Regions from separate parts of the Mus musculus genome. Here region 1 is linked to region 2. The links are chromatin contacts, called in public HiChIP or PLAC-seq maps. All regions are on one chromosome and are shown on one strand. The core of a region is the stretch at or near the end of the contact, and the rest is flanking DNA. Distances in the headings are between cores, read along the strand shown.

Evidence for each region. HiChIP or PLAC-seq counts read pairs in DNA pulled down with a chosen protein or histone mark.
Region 1: a contact with region 2 is called in a CTCF HiChIP or PLAC-seq map of the NIH/3T3 cell line, with 13 read pairs. The contact joins two enhancer-like sites. A contact is called at or near these places in 1 of 15 datasets of contacts at CTCF or cohesin (the NIH/3T3 cell line), 2 of 484 Hi-C or Micro-C datasets (embryonic fibroblasts and uterus) and 3 of 115 datasets of contacts at active chromatin or transcription factors (the NIH/3T3 cell line, bone marrow-derived macrophages and embryonic fibroblasts).

What each region holds. Positions count from the first base shown.
Region 1 is chr11:82,138,035-82,141,005 of GRCm38.p6, reverse strand. No RefSeq gene overlaps it. Among named protein-coding and RNA genes, the nearest start is that of Ccl8, 24 kb to the right of the region's middle. Within about 2 kb of position 1,350, at least 59 of the 459 cell types and tissues checked have an H3K27ac peak or open chromatin away from gene starts, as enhancers often do. A contact at or near this core is called in the NIH/3T3 cell line and bone marrow-derived macrophages, where this site is marked.
Region 2 is chr11:81,997,373-82,000,134 of GRCm38.p6, reverse strand. No RefSeq gene overlaps it. Among named protein-coding and RNA genes, the nearest start is that of Gm31522, 12 kb to the right of the region's middle. Within about 2 kb of position 1,269, at least 18 of the 459 cell types and tissues checked have an H3K27ac peak or open chromatin away from gene starts, as enhancers often do. A contact at or near this core is called in the NIH/3T3 cell line and bone marrow-derived macrophages, where this site is marked.

The DNA.
Region 1 (2,971 bases), core at 101-2,600, 140 kb before region 2:
TAGTCGCATTTCATCTGGAACCCTTCCTATCCTTGTCAACACCAGGGTCAAGCTTATGCAACTGTGATGTTCTGAGGGGCTGTGAAGCACTTCACTTTTTACATCACTTAAGAACAGCTTCCTCTGTGAACATTATACATAGGGTACCCAGTATCTTAATTTCTAATTACTTTTATCCTATACCAGTAACCCTTTTGGCACCTAGAAAGACTCAATGCTGTGCATCTGAGCTTGCCCACTCATCAGGATACACATATTAGTAACATATATACAAAATGCAGCTGTGAGGGATAATGGTCAGTATTGCTTTACTAAAGCATGCTGGTTGAAAGCCATGTGTAGCTCTCCCTGCTCCTCCCAGAACCAGCACAAATATGATGGGTACTTCAAAGACAGGGGATTTCATCACTTTCTGACAGACAGTATGGCATCTACAAATCATGCTATTTCCCCCCTTTTCAATGCACTTTGTATACCTCTAAACATCTGTAAAGATGAGATGTTTCAAATTAGGACTTAGGTTTGTCTACTGGATATACAATACTGTTGGATTTAACACCCACAGACCCACAGACCCATAGACCCACACACACACACCCCAATGGGCATATCTGTAGGTGTCTTCCAGTGAAAATGCTCTGGCCTATCACCCATCAGTTCTCCATTTCCTCATCATCTCTGTCATATGTGATATGTCCACAGACCCCCCTCCCCCCACCCCAATGGGCACATCTGTAGGTGTCTTCCAGTGAAAATGCTCTGGTCTATCACCCATCAGTTCTCCATTTCCTCATCATCTCTGTCATATGTGATATGTGCACTTACTTAGCTGACGATGTTGCAGTTTCCTTTCCAAAGTTCCCACTTTAGAAGAGGGCCTTCCTACAAATTTGAACACAAAGCATAGAAAAGATGCTAACTTTCTAACTTGACTTTTGCCACACACCAGCTTCCTCTTTAATAGCTAGAGTCTACATATAATAAATATGAGGACTCATTTTTCTAGGATGTGTACAATACATCCAGATGACTAAGCTTTCCTGATACATCGTAGCAAAATCATTTACAGTCTCTGTGCCTCCCTCTTCCTCAGCCCAATACGAAGCACAGACAGCCCCCTTTGCTCTCAGAGGCAGTCTAACAAATCCATTCCCACACACTGGATTTCCGGAGCTTAAAAATCTGTTTACACAAGGGATCATTCTGCTGCTTCTACTTTCAGACGCATTAATCATGTTTAAATGTCTGGAAAGACAGGCGATTTCATGTAAAAACCTTTTCCCTATATACACAGCGGCGGTGAATTAAACCACATGTGTAGCAACTGTTGCAATGTCAGATGTCTGCCAAATGTGACCACTCCTTCCCCTGCTTCCTGCTTTCTCTCAGTCTTCAAATCAGTGGACAAGCACAGGCCTACCACATGCTCAGAAATGATTCAACAATGTTGCATCAAAATACCATTTGCAGAAACAAGCATTCCTATGAATTTCAACATGAAGTGTATAAAATGCGCTAGCTTCACTAGCGGCTTTATCTCCTGGCAACTGCTTTAACAAGGCATGGACCTATTTGTCCACTGTATTTACTTACACGCACGGCAAGGCAAAATGTGCTAAACATCCAGGGAGCCAGCATCCGAGGGTCCAAGAGTAAGCCCAGCAGGACTTTGCTTTTGCCATGCTGTCCCCCATAGCTGAATGAGCAGGAGAGGACCACTCAGCTCCTGGGCAATGTTTCATAGTGCCATTTCCCAAAGACAGTATTTCATATGGACTTTAGCAAAAAAAATTGCTACCAAAGTGACATTTTACTGCCTCTCCATCCAGCAAGGACTCAGTCGGCACAGCATGTACATGGCAGTTGGAAGTAAAATGCGCATGTGTAATGACGGTAATAAATTGAAAATGTCATAAAATATGTGTATCCTGAGCCGGAATCCTTCTGTTCTCTACCACCCCAGTGGGCTAAAATGTTCAAAATGTTCAGAAATCAGTCTTTCCTTAGAATGCTAATGCCACGTATATAAAATGTATTAATTTACTGTTTTTGTTGTGTGTAGACTCTTTAGTAAGCAAAGTGAGCAGCTGCTTTCAGTGGGGGATTCCTGTGCCCTTTATAAACACTATATATACAGTGAAGTAAGAAAAAAATGGGCCAGGGGTTCATGAGTGCTTAGTGCTCTGCTGTGCCTTCTCCTGGGAGCCAGAGCCCAGGCAAAATAAGCCAGGACAGGTTTGACTACTCCCTCCCTGAAAAATGACATTTCATAGAAATTTTTAAAAAAAGGAACACACACACACACACACACACACACACACACACACACACACACAGGATTTCTTTTACTATTTCTTCTTGTATAATATGTAAGGCATCCATCTCAGAACATCTAGAAAATCTAAACATGTTAAAAAAGCATTTAACATTGTCAACTCTATAGACAATAAAAAGGAATAAAATGCACACACACACACACACCAGTTGTATTAAAGATATCTCCATGTGGTCAGCTTGGCAAGGGACCTCCTCATCTGCATTCTGGTCTTGGTGCTCCAAAACACTGCACAAGGTGGAGTGTCTCTAGAGGCGATCCAATGACACCATTATAAAAACTCACTTCTAGCAGACATTTTTATGAGTTTAAAAACAACAGAGAGACTTCTTTTCTAGTTCTACTCTATCTTTTGTTGGCAATCTCTACATATCTGCAGTGTCCAGATATTTGAGTTGGCTTCTCTCCTGCTGTGATAAAATACTGAGGGCAGAAAGGGCTTATTTCCTATTACACTTTCAGGTAACAGTCCATCATTAAGGGAATCCAGGGGAAGAATTCAAGGCAGAAACCTTGAGGCAGAAACTGAAGCAGAGGCCAAGGAAGAACAGTGCTTAATGGCTTGGTCTCCAGTGTTTTCTTAGCTAGCTCTTTTTTTAAAAAAAAAAAAAAAAAAACAGAACCCATGACCTCCTA
Region 2 (2,762 bases), core at 20-2,519:
GTGGTGAGGGTTTGTGCCAAGCACTCAAAGCCAAAAGCTGGCTAAGTGTGGGGAGGTTGGTTAAGGATGGGGATTAGAGGAAGATCTTATTATCATTAAGGCACTGAGTTCAGAATTATGGTGCTGGGTATCAGAGATTGTTGAAGGCTCAATATCAGGCCCTAGACTATAGGTCCAAAAAAAAAAAAAAAAAAAAAAAAAAAGGCTAGACTTATAATCAGAATTGGGAAGTTGGAGGCCAGGTTCAATACCAAGACAGGAGCTACAAAGTGTTTAAGTGGTCAGAGGAAAAATTCAGTGGTGTGGAGAGCAGAGGTGGGCCTAGGGTTGACCTGGAATGACCTTGAGTTGGAGGCTGGGAGCTCACACCCATCCCTGAAAGAAGCTGCCCTCTCTGCCCACTGCCTGCAGAGCCGCTCCTCACAGTTACTGTGCCTGTCAGGCCCAGATATCAGCATGGGGGAGGAATGGAACATCTGTAGGGACATGCAAGGCTGGCACGAAGCCGCAGAGACCCAGCCTGAGAGCTATGGCTCTCAATGCCCGAGATAGGAAGTTAGCCAGACTGGAGCACAAGCCAACAGCAGAAAGGGCACAGCTGGTCTCCACTGGGTGCTAATTCACCTTGTCTTCCTTTCTCCAGTCACATTCTCACCTGTGAAGGAGGAGGGAGAGGGGAAGGAGCCCTCCCCTCACATACTCATTCCCAGAAGCTGGAGTCCTCCTGCAAGGTGCCCCCACATGCCTATCAGCTCCAGCTGAGTGACTGCCATGTCTCAGTAGAAACAGAACAAGCGACCTGACATGGGAACTGGTGGTTCAGATGCCAAGACTCCAAGGGAGTACAGGAGACTAAGTCCTCCCTCTGCAGTGGAAATGGAGAGAAATGAGTGTTAGAGCAGCCACTGAGACTGGGGACCACTTGTTACTGCAGCAGAAGCTAGCCTGTCCTGACGTGTATACCATGCCAGTGTCTCCCCTCATCACACTGTGACTGAGGAGTCTCACTGGCCCATGGTCCCTTTTCCCTTCTATGTGATCCCAGCACACGGACCAGTGCCTCAGCTCCTGAGCTTTTTGGAGACGGTTTCTGTGTGTTCATCACAGCCATGCTGAGCTAGCTAGGTTGGCTTCCCAGCAAACCCAGGGATCCGCCTGTCTCTGCTTCCTCAGGACTGGGATTAAATGGCTGCAGGGTTTTATGTGGACTCTTAGAATCAAGTTCTGATCTCCATACTTGTCTGGCAAGCAACTTACTGACTGAGTCATCTCCCCAGACCGCGCAACAACTTTCAATTATAAGCTCTCCTGTCTTAGAGTCCACAGATAGTCTTGTCTTCTGGAAACCTGAAAGCTTGAGAATACAGAAAACTACCCTCTCTCTGTTCTCTCTCTCTCTCTCTCTCTCTCTCTCTCTCTCTCTCTCTCTCTCTTTCTGTGTGTGTGTGTGTGTGTGTTTTCTCTATGCATGTGTTTAATGGGTGTGTGTGTGTGTGTACATGCTTGACAATTTTCCCTCAATTCTCATGACATACAGTGCTGCTTTGCCCCTGGTTCCAATTCCATGTCTCTCCCATGGGACTCCATTGTTCTCCCTTCCCCCTTTCCTTCTGCCGTGGTTCTAACACCCCCACCAGCTCGGGCTGCCTCTAAAGGATGCCTGGCCTCAGCCACCATCAGGCCACTGCTGCCTGAGACAGGGCAGGATCCTGCTTGTCTTCAGGGGAAAACCTTTAGCGCCTACCCTGGCCATGCAAACTTGGGGACTGGATCTGTAGTCCATACCTCCAGCCACACCCACAGAGCTGGAGGGAAGCACGTAGATAAACGTGCTTCCTTCCCACCTCTCTCCTGAGCCTTCTCAGGCATCCCTCCCAAACTCCCTCCTTTCCAGGTGACAGATGAATCAGGTTCTTGGCCACGCTGGTGGATTCCTCCGAGGTCCCCTACCTCCAAGATTCTTATCACCTTTAACATCCCAGCCACCAAGAATCCTTTCCTGTCATTTCCAAACCTGAAAGTCAGACTGCCACTCAGTTCTCCACACTGCTGCAGTTCTGGGAATGATGTTCCACTCTCTGGGTTAGAGAGAGACTGGGTTCTCCCAGTCCTCCATGTTCTCACTGACCTCAGGCTGAATATCTCTTATGTTTAGTCAACCTAGGTTCTGCTATGGCCATGATACAAAGGTCGTATATAGTGTTATTGATCGTATATAGTGTTATTGATCCCAGAAAGCTTTTGCCCTGAGGCAGTGTAACTCCTATCTCTTTTGGTCTGAGTCCAGGGACCTTAACATCCTCAACTGACACTCCTACAGACCATCTTGGAGGTGGTCCTTGCACAGACCTTCCAGGGCCTAAGAGAAAGTAAGATGCTGTCACAGACTACCCGTGTAGCTTCCTTTACAGGGAGACCTGCTGGCAACCCAGGTGCCTACCTCTCCACCCCAACAGGGGCCATTCATCCTTCTCCTTCACACCAGCTTGCAACAATCTTTCCCAGAGATGGCTCCCATGGACTCTCAGATTCTTCCCTCCCTCGAGTGGCTTGGAGCCACCAGGAGCCACCTGCTTATAAAATTAGTGGGGCCTGAGAATCTCATAATATGCTCCAATTCACTGGGGCCCAACTCAAACCATCTCTCTAGGACCCCCTCCTTCCAGCCTGGCCACCTCCTTATTCTCACAGAAGCACCCCACTCATGCCAAGGCTGTACCCCAATCTCTCTCCGCGTTTCAAGCCATACTTTCTTCCAAGGC